Regions from separate parts of the Sus scrofa genome. Here region 1 is linked to region 2. The links are chromatin contacts, called in public Hi-C maps. All regions are on one chromosome and are shown on one strand. The core of a region is the stretch at or near the end of the contact, and the rest is flanking DNA. Distances in the headings are between cores, read along the strand shown.

Region 1 (5,347 bases), core at 474-2,973, 310 kb after region 2:
CTTGAAAGAGTACATTCCAGTCAACTACTGACCACTTTGGCAGTAAAAAAAAATTCCCAAAGAATAACAATGCTAGTGTGCATTCAGTGCTTGCTTGCTTTGCTCTAGGAACTGTAGCACATACTCTACTCTTAGTATTTTATTTAGTTCTCCCTACACTCTACAATGTAGGTACTATAGTTAGCCCCACTTTACAGAAGCAGAGAACATGATTCACAGATTAAATCACTCGCTGTTTCAGATAATCTTCCTTTTGCCCTTCCAAATATACTTTTCACTTTTTTCTACCTGCTTTCTGCCTCAGGAAGCTGACCTGTGTGGGCAATCTTCAAGTTGGATGTGGCCAATAGGAGAACCTGGCAAGAAATGAGAAACAGGGAACAGGGAGAGGTCAAGTGTTATCTCCTTCTCCTCTGTTTTCCCACACTGGCTATGTTCCTCAACAAAATGTCACAGATCCTCTGTCTGTAGCCCTGTCTACACAGCTTTATCTTTCCTGGTTCAAGGAACCAACTCTTGCCCTCTTCCTTTCAGGTTTAAAGAGAGTAAGAGCTCCTCTGTTACTAGGTCTAGCATACTAAACAATCCCTCACAGTTTCCTTACAAGCTGCTTACAATTTTAAAATTGGTCCCTTTATGAAATTCTCCTCAAATTATTCTACTTTGAGGGAGTACCTCTTTCCCAATGGAACCCTGAGTGATACAATTGCTCAAAGATCACAACTAAAGGGGAAGGGAGGCAGGAATTAGAAATCCCACCATCTGGCTCTAGGCACCATGCTAATTATATGCTAAAAATGATTTTGAGTTATTTCACATATTTGTATCCATAATAAAATAGACCAGGTTTGAAAGAGGAGGTTCCAATCAACTGTTGACCCCGTTGGCAGTAGTTGCAGAGCTATAGACAGAAGATCTGTGACATTTTGTTGAGGATCATACCCAGTGTGAGACAACATAGGGAAAAGAGATAACACTTGACCTCTTTATGCTCCCTACTTCTCATCTTCTGCCAGGTTCTCCCATCGGCTACATGCACTGGAAGTAGAGGGCTGTGTGGAGGACAAGGGTGAGGGGAGAGAAAGATTGGTAAGGAGTGTCTCCTCTCCTCTATTTGGGAACCGAGGGCAGAGGAGGGCAAGGGACCATCTAGTTAAATAGCTTTCTACAAATCAAGAAAATCTAAGCATCTAAAAAAATAAGACTGGTGAAAATCCATGCTCTGACCTCTTGACTGGTTCATCCTAATTGGGAAAGAAAAGAAGACTCTTTACTCCCTTCCTTGACACCTCTACAAGAGAGCAACAGTCTGTTTAAAAATAGATCAGGTCTAAAGCACTGCTATTACGAAGATAATAAGTGGCAGCGCTTGCTTTCCTCAATCTCACACCTCACTCTGGTGCCTGCCCTTTCTATCAGCAAGACACGCAATTAAAATAGTGTGCTGAACAAAATGAGACAGGATGGAGCCAGCTCCTGTGAGGTTTCTGAAAAGGCTGTTTAAACTAACAACCTGTACATGATGTAGATGACAATTTTTTAATGGGTGAAAGTATAGTTAGAGGATGAAAAGCAGCACTCTAGATATATCTCTTTATTCTCGCATGTCCGTATCCCATTCAGTTAAAAGAACTCATTTTCTTGCCGTGTGTGCTATCATATTCCTGTTGATAGAGTGCCATGTACAGTGATATCATACAGTTATAAGTAATGAAAGTTAATATACATGAAACCATCAGAAAACAGATGGATGTTCAACTTTCCAGAACTGATTAGAATTGTTAATCAGTTCAGAAGCGTGCAGACACAGCCAAGATAACAGTTCTAGGGGCTTGTGATATTTTCTGAACAGCATAATTCTGTCTCGACGTAACCGTAGTTAAGTTTAGGTTATGTGCCTATCATTTTATATTTAAATATATTCGTTCTTTAACCCAGAAATCAAAAGCCATGAGCATGTTGCTCTAAAATGCAAAGTTAGATATTGACAATAAAAGTGGCAATTATGACCACCACGGAGAAAATAATGACTTGAGAAAATGAAAACAAAAGAAATTTACTAGATGTAATAACTTTTCTAGGAAAATCACAAAGTGACAACAAAGATACATATATATATATATCACAAAAGAAGTTTAAAAATTCAGAATTCAAAAGAATGATAGTTTATTAATCAAAATTTGATTTACTAATGAGTCACAATATTTAACATATTTTATGTGCACAAAATAACATGCAACTTTCTATAAATCCACTAGGAATATAGATATATAGATATATATAATAAACAGTTCCATTCTTCTCAGAAAGTGTCTTTTTACATTGGAAATGAGTGATAGGCCAGTGCACCATAATGTCTAGATCTCTTGTCTCTAAGCTCAGAATTATCACTTCAGTAAATTTCTATTCTAACCAATTACACAGAAACAATCAATATCATGTCTTAAAAATACCATATGATATCACTTATATCTGGAATCTAATATATGGCACAAATGAACCTTTCCACAGAAAACCATTGGACTTGGAGAACAGACTTGCAGTTGCCAAGGGGGAGACAGAGGGAGTGGGATAGACTGGGAGTCTGGGGTTAAGAGATGCAAACTATTGCCTTTGGAATGGATAAGCAATGACATCCTGCTGTATAGCACTAGGAACTATATCTAATCACTTATGATGGAGCATGATGGAGGATAATGTGAGAAAAAGAATGTAATATGTGTGTGTGACTGGGTCACTTTGCTGTACAGTGGAAAACTGACAGAACACTGTAAACCAGCTATAATGAAAAAAAAATCACTTTTAAAAAATATATCATGTTTTAGTTCCCATACTCTACTCAACTGCCTGCCTGCTCCCTTAGTTCTAATCAAGTGAATCTATTCTAGGTCATGCTTATATGCAGCTGATTTAAATGAACTGCAGCCTTGAACAGGACTTTCATTGCTGCCATTGATGTGATCAATGCAGTCACCACAGTCACATTGATCATGCAGAAACAGACATCCATCTTTGAGACAGCCACATTCAACATTCCCAGCATGCCTCTGTTTACTGTCAGCCACAGATAAGTCTGAGGCTCACACTGGACAGGAAGTTTCCTAGGCTAGGGAGATGATGCACACTTAGCCCCAAATTCTAAAGTTAACAATTTGGATGATCTACCATGTTAATTATTGTCAGAAACAAGGCAAATAAGGGGGCGGATGCAAAACTTGTAAGAGTAATGAGCAAGCCAAACCTGGTCTCTAGAGTAACAAGTTAGTTTTTTCTGCAATACTTATAAGGTATGTTTGTATATTAGAAATAACAAACGTTTATGTACTCCTTTATGAGCAAGGCACTGTTCTAAATTGGGGGGGTGTCATTTATTACCTTATTCAGTCTGTTCAGCATCCTAATTTTTTATTTATTATTTCATTCATTCTACTCAATATCCTACAAAGTATTTCTTATTAACATCAATATATACTGAGGCTATGGAAGGTTAAATAATGTGCTCAAGGTCACCTAACAAGTGCTGGGGCTGGATTCAAACCCAGGTCCGAAAGGTGTCAGAACAATGTTGGATTTTTGTACTGCAAACCTCCCCAGTCATAGCTGAAGTCACTGCCAATACCCCTTCTGGTGATATATACACCACTCGTGTAGTTCCTTTCTTTAATACTCTCAACCCCAATTCCTACAAAACTATAGAAAGGTTGACATCTATTCCAAATTATAAATAATGTCAAGAAGCTTAAATGATTAACCAGAATCAAATTTTTAAGACAAAATTAAATCTGATATGAAGCATGGATAGAGAGAGTTAATGGAGGCAAGGGAGATCTCCTTGAACTCTTATAACGCCCTTCAGCTGGTTACCTTCTCTGGTATGAGAATAAGTTAAAAGGTCGCCATGAAGGGCAGGTTATTAATATTTTCTTGGAAAGGGCAGAGACCAGTCAATGAACATTTGACTCAGCACTTCACTGGAAGGCCTTCCTAAATATCAAATCATTAAATCGTTTCAAAAATGTGGATTTATTTTTTTGAAATTCTGGTTAAATGTGGAGAAATGAACACATACATCTATTTCTGCCCACTCTTTTACTATTACTGAAATGAAAGAAGAGAAATAAAAGCAGTAAGAATCTTCAATGACAAAATGAACAAACAAAAATATGGACAGAAACAGCTGCAGGAAGGAAGGAAGGAAGGAGAGAATATAGACAAATATCTGGTAGGTAGGAGGTTGATGAAGGAGAGGTTACTGACTTAGTTGAGAAGAGAAAGCTAAGCTCTGTGTCTGTACAAGGAGATAGATGCAAAAGACGAAGTTCTTCCTACAATTTTTGCAACCAGGCAAAGATGAAAAGCAAAAGAGACAGCCCTCGGAACCCCAAATTGACTTGAGAATAGGGCGCAGTATTCCATGAAATGTCAGGTAAAGCTTAGGGCTGAAGAGAAAGACTTCTTTAAAAAAGAGATAAATAATGGGGTCCTACTCTACAGCACAGGGAACTGTGCCTAGTCTCTTAGGTTAGAAGGCAATGGAAGATAATGTGGAAAAAAAAGAAAAGAATGTATGTGTATGTGTGGCTGGGTCACTTTGCTGTACAGCAGAAATTTAAGGAACATTGTAAATTGACTATACTTTAATTAAAAAAAATTTAAAGGTTAGACCCAAATTTCTTCCTGCAACTTTTGCAACCAGGCATTCATTCATCCCCAACTTCCTAAGACCAGAGGAGTTTTACTCTTTCAAGAAAATGAGCCAAAGAATTTAGATTCAGGATTCCTCGATGTGATGAGGACATAGTGAGTTACTAAACAGAAAGCAGGGAGTTAAATGAAAGTCTCCAGAGTTTCATGCTGGGCCTCCCAGCCCCATTCTCATACCTCTGCTCCCAGACCTCTGGCATCCCAGAGTATATCTGCGGCTTAAGGATCTGTCTTTGAAAAAATTCAGAGGAGACTTAACAATTACTAACATATAGGATGGTGTCTGAATCCAAAGAGCAAGTCTCAAATACAAAACGTTAGCCAGACGCTGTCATTTCAATGCCTCACTCTTAAAATGAACAGACAGCGCACAATAAGGGTAACAGCAATATGAAGAAGCCCTTGTATATCAGAGACAGAGGAAAGAAATGAAGTTTAGAAGGAAAAAACAGCACAAGGGATAGAAAGTAATTATAAAAGAGAAGTATTTAAGAATATATCCATAGAAAGAAAGAAGAGATTTTATTCATAAGACACCAAATGGGATGCTATTTTTTTAAAGAACAACATCAACATAAAAGCTGACATAAAAATAGTATAGTTCTTGGGGAAATATACCAGTGAAAGAGTAGAAAGATGATCC
Region 2 (5,577 bases), core at 1,899-4,398:
TCTCTGCCTAAGGGGTTTCTCTGTCTATAGGAGCTTGTCCGGAGTGGGAAGAGGGTTTGACCAGAAGTAGAAGTAAGTTCACATCCCCTAAATAAACATAATCAACAAGAGATGAGTTGATAAGTAGGCACCTCAGCTTCGCTGCCACCCAACAGGACAGCTCTGAGGTGTGTTTCACACATATTCTGGGAAAGTCTCTGGCAGGATGAGAACATAGTGGTAAATCTGCTCATTAGTCAGCCTTTATTGGATCGTCTTCCTTTCCATCTCACTTTCCTCACAGTGCTTGTTGGGAGCACCTCAAGTATAAATTGCTTGCACACAAATCCTTGCCACAGAGTCTACTTTGAGGAAACCCAATTAAAACACCTGGATTCTAGCCAGCATGTCTTCATTTAGTTCTACAAGGATGAGCTACATTGTCTTGTTTCTGGGTCTTGGCACATCCTCTTCTCACTGCCTTTCTTCCATCTTCATTGCCTCTTTTCCATGCTTTCTGTGATAACACTTAGCCATCACTTCCTCTGAGTTTCACCTGCCACACTCCCCCTACAGCCTTATCAGAATCTCCCCCCCCAAACAGAGCTGCCAAGCAGTACTGTGACATCATCCTGTAGCATCCTATGCTTCTTCCTGGCCTGGCATGCAGCATGTTGGCTGTGTGCTGTGAATTTCTTTAGGGCTGCAACCCTGTCTTCCTCTCTTCCTCTCCCCACCGACTAGCACAGGACCAAGCACTAAGAAGTATTCAATAAAAATAAGTCAAATGAATAAATAATAAATGCGGGATGTGTGAATGGTATTGAAATCAATCAACAACAAAACCATTCCCTCCTGGACACTCAAAACAGCAGAAAGGCATCTCACACAATGTGTCTCAAGAGATAAGTAGTTGGCAAAGCGATATAGCCAAAAGCAGCCCATTTAAATCCACTTGAAAACCAGATGACTGTCATTTACTCCATCCAGATTGTACTTCCTGGGCCACTACAGTAGTTAATGGACTGTTTAATGAGTCAATCCCGGAATATTAACTGATAACCAGAATTAAATGCCTTTCCTCTCTCATGTCATACATTTGCCTGTTTAAAAGTAAGACAGAATGAGAGAAGACAGTCACCTCCTGGGTCAAACCTCACCTTCCCCTTGGCCTCTGCTACAACCTGAAGGCTATGGGTACCCACCTGCCTCTCCAGGAGCAAAGTGATGAGACATATGTGCCTCTCTGTCTTCAGACTGCTTGAAACATGGAGCCAGCGGCTGAAATAGCTTGTTTAACAAGGACTGGATTTTTCCTCTCAATCACAGTTCTAAAGCTATCAGTTATTGAAAAGCTGATTTTCAAAGCACACACGAGAACAGCTTTTCTGTACAGCTGCAATGCTATTTAAATCTTCCATGAATATATCCACAAACCCAAGAAAATTCTAAGCTAAAATATTGCTCTTAGAGAGGACATAGTAAAATAATACCCTAGCAGGGAAAAAAAATCCAGGAAATGAAATCTGGTTGTTAATTTTAATACTGGAATTACAAAATTAGCCATACAGCTAGAAGAACACCTGAAGTCACTACTGAGAATTGTCAGCCTGACAGGCTTTCTTTGTGAGGCTCTTCTGTGGCCATTAGCTTGTCTGCCCCCACGGTCATTCTTTTTTTTTTTTTTTTTTTTTTTGTCTTTTTGCTATTTCTTGGGCCGCTCCCTCGGCATATGGAGGTTCCCAGGCTAGGGGTCGAATCGGAGCTGTAGCCACCAGCCTACACCAGAGCCACAGCAACGCGGGATCCGAGCCGCGTCTGCAACCTACACCACAGCTCACGGCAACGCTGGATCGTTAACCCACTGAGCAAGGGCAGGGACCGAACCCGCAACCTCATGGTTCCTAGTCGGATTCGTTAACCACTGCACCACGACAGGAACTCCCTCCAAGGTCATTCTTAATAGGTCTCGAGATGTGGATGAACATCTTAGCCTCACTTTCTGCCATGATGGGGCTGGAAATGGATATAGAATAAGCAGAGTAAGGCAATGCTTTGGAAACACCAAACAGATTCATAAAAGGCAAGATCATCCTTGGAAAGAACTGACTACTTGAACGGTGGTCTCTCAGTGAATCTCAAGACCTTGTCTCCAGCATGACTGTGCCAGAATTCTCAGGAGCCCATTGGTGATCCTGGCAACACTACTGCCATGCTTTAATGCTTTTGATCATTCTCCTGCTATGATCACTCAGTTCCACTGCAAAGGTGTAGGCTGCCTTTGTAGCATTCTATAATGTTGGATACTTCTTTGACTTTCATCCAAGTGGAAACTTTTAGACTCTAGCTACATTGCAATCGGAATGTCCTTCATTTAAGACATTCGATTTCATCAAATTACCTCTCGAAAGACGTTATATTGAGTGTGAGTCACTATCATAAATATTTTGGAGCCATTCACTTGGAAACTGGTGATGAAAACAAGGTGACTATACCGAGGGAATTTCACTGAAATCACTGACCAAAGAAAAGCCATGATGAGAACTATTCTATGCCATCTAGTATTGCGTAGCTGTATGCTTCACTTTTGACATCTCTTAGCTCCTCTATAATAGGCTTTCCAGGTTGGAGCTAAATGAATGCTTTTTAACTTATTGATTTACTTCAAATAAAGAAACACCACAATATCCCCTGGATATAACAGGATGATGGTAAAATGTAAAGCAAGCAATCTACACAGCCTCAATACTTAGCACAATGCCTGGCACAAATTAGACAACAAGTATTTGTTGAATGAATAAATGAATGCGTGTATGCTGAGACCCTCATGTTTATGAAAGACCTACTACACACCACGGCATTGAAAGCTCTACACAAAGTCTGGATCACCATGTGAACCCAAAGAATGAATAAAAAGCTCAGCAGGGCCAAAGAAAATTTGGATCTCATCCATATTCGAAAGCATGGTGGAATTAATAAATGAAAATTTAATGCCATTTCGAGTTCTAGCGATGCTGTGGAAGCCTGCTGGTCCCTGGGTTTTAAAATACTTTCCCAGCGTACAAAAATCAGAACTCTTTTTCTCATGTTGTTCCTTCTTTTGTTTCCATAGGAAACAGTGACTTCCAGGCATCCGAGATGACACAACACAGATTGCCAAATTGCATGCCACCCTGCAGTTGCCAAGGAGATAATGTATGTCATTCCTACAAATAACATGTTGCTCATGCCTTCATTTCCTTTATCTAGCTTTTGAAGATTATTCTTCGCCTAAACTGAATTCAGATAACGTTCACTGTGGACTGATGGAAACACGCCTTTTTTAAAAAATGTGTTTACCCTACTCCCCCAAGGCACTCAATTGCACCACACACACTGTCTGTGGAGGGTCTGGGCGTATTTCGTGCCCATTTTGGAACCAGTGATTCAGCAGTTTTCACCGGAAAATAAAGCATCCTGAATTCTGTCTGCTTGCGTTTTTAAGTAAGGGTCCAATTAAATCCACACCTGGCACTAATATATTCCAGTTTATTCCAGTTTAAAATGGCCTACCGCAAAAGCAGCTGTACTGTGTTGAATTTACATGGGAGGAAAGAAAGGGAAGGAGAAAGCATGCAAGAAAGGCAAGATGGAAGGAGTGAAGGAAGGAAAGAAAGAAGGGAGGAGGGGAGGATGGGAGGCAGGGACAAAATGGAGAAACTTATATTTATTGAGCACCTGCAGTATTCCAGATTAAACATCTGTAAGATGAACAAAGAGAATTAGAGAAATTTGAAATCTTGGCTGACATCATTCCACTAGTGGTGGGTAGAGTCAATATTTTAACTTGAGCATGTCAGACTTAAAAGCACGTATGTTCCAGCTACCTAGTGCTGCATAATAAATCACCCCAAAGGATCATGGCTTTAAGCAACAGCAATCAGGTTAACACCTTCCTTTATGGGTTTGGAGGTTAGCTGGACTCAGCTAGGCAGATCTCATTCATTCAGCATCCCTCACATGGTTTCAGTCAAAGCAGCTGGTACTGGAGGCATCTCACTCACATACCTGCCACTGATGCTGGGACTGTCAGCCAGCATACCCTCCTGTGGTCTCTCTATGCACCGTGGGCTTCCTTACAGTATGGTGGCTGAGTCCAAGAAAGCAATTTTAAGAGATGCAGCCTCACAGTCATAAAGCAACACTTCTCCTGTGGTCACAGGTCCACCCAGGTTCAAGCGTGAAGGAACATTTGTCCACCACACATTGTGAGAAATGCACGTGGGATGGATGGCCAGTGGCAAGAGTTCTTATTGCAGCCATCTTCAAAAATGTTTTCTGGCACAACACAATTTTTGCCATATTCATTGATGCCTCAAAAACCCTGGGAGCCAGGCTTCACAGGCTCTTTTTGGTCTGCTTGGCGGAATAATTAGAAGGGAACAGTTACAATGATCAGTCAAAAAGAGCAATGGAGCAACTTTTACTGTCAGCTTGATGAATTGTGAAAAAAATTGAACACTGAAATTAAGCTTTGGAATGAGTTTCTGATTAATTTTTTGTCCTTAACAGAAAGTCCCTTTTTACTCATGCATTGCCAATTTTCAAAACATTCAGATATCATAAACACTAACTTTCCACTAAAACTGTATTGTGGCATAATCATACATGTTAGCACTAACTATACAGTATTATCAAAAACTGCTTTTACCTATGTAGGGTTTTGGTTCTTTTGGTCCTTGGGCAAATGGGAGTTTCCTACATGAATCAAATGAATTGTTGTTACCAGGGGTAACAAAGTCCACTTGGACATACGTTCTTGCCATCTTAATCTATCATCAATAGATCAGGTGACTTCTGGCTAATGTCTTTACCTTCTTAGTACTTGTTAAACTGGTCTAGTAGTGAACCTAGCCAGGCTTGGGCCACGAACACACATCCAACAGATCTGAAACAGCCATCTGACCTCAAATCAATATCCAATGTGTCCTTTAACCACTAAAGTAATCACACATGTTTATCCTTTGAAAATATACCCAACTATTATCATAAACAAAGAGAACCTCAGAAAGAAAATAGGATATTGATGATGCAATACAAAGAAAGAACACCACAAAGACAATAAAGGAGTAAAGACAATCATCAGACTCCGCAAGTATTCAAGCTGGGGAAGCATTTTATGGTGAGCTTGTGAAGAAACAACAGCAATTGCAGTCATCTCATTGCTTGCCTTGCTGAGATGTATGATGGTGCTCACTCTACTGTGCTGGCAGATTGGCCTGGAATAAACATATATCTAATGTCATTCTTGCTGAGATGAACAGCTCTACAACGAATCAGGTTATACTACTCAGTGCAAAATCAAGTCTATCAGGCAGAATCCCAGAATCCCAAACACAGAAGTGTTCTCTCCAGAACGTGACACTGTTATTTCTACCTCTCTCTTCCCAGAACAAGCCCAACATCTACTTTCATTCAAGCCAACACATAGGATGAAACTAGGATTTCCTCAAATTAGTGCTTCACAGAAAAAAAAAAAAAAAAACCCTCAAAAATTGAAATGCTCAGGTAATGCACAAAGCAGTGCCCAGCAAGTGACATGGAAGAAAGGATATTCAA

The links. Hi-C and Micro-C count contacts between places; a contact is called where the count stands out from the background.
Region 1: a Hi-C map of fetal heart ventricle shows a contact between it and region 2, with 2.3 times the contacts expected there. The contact joins two enhancer-like sites. A contact is called at or near these places in 2 of 47 Hi-C or Micro-C datasets (fetal heart ventricle and heart right ventricle).

Annotation. Positions count from the first base shown.
Region 1 is chr8:37,204,323-37,209,669 of Sscrofa11.1, forward strand. The region is part of intron 4 of GABRB1 (gamma-aminobutyric acid receptor subunit beta-1); the gene reads left to right. Among named protein-coding and RNA genes, the nearest start is that of COMMD8, 170 kb to the right of the region's middle. Within about 2 kb of position 1,724, at least 3 of the 83 cell types and tissues checked have an H3K27ac peak or open chromatin away from gene starts, as enhancers often do.
Region 2 is chr8:36,893,958-36,899,534 of Sscrofa11.1, forward strand. All of the region lies in intron 8 of GABRA4 (gamma-aminobutyric acid receptor subunit alpha-4), which reads right to left. Among named protein-coding and RNA genes, the nearest start is that of GABRA4, 46 kb to the right of the region's middle. Within about 2 kb of position 3,149, at least 4 of the 83 cell types and tissues checked have an H3K27ac peak or open chromatin away from gene starts, as enhancers often do.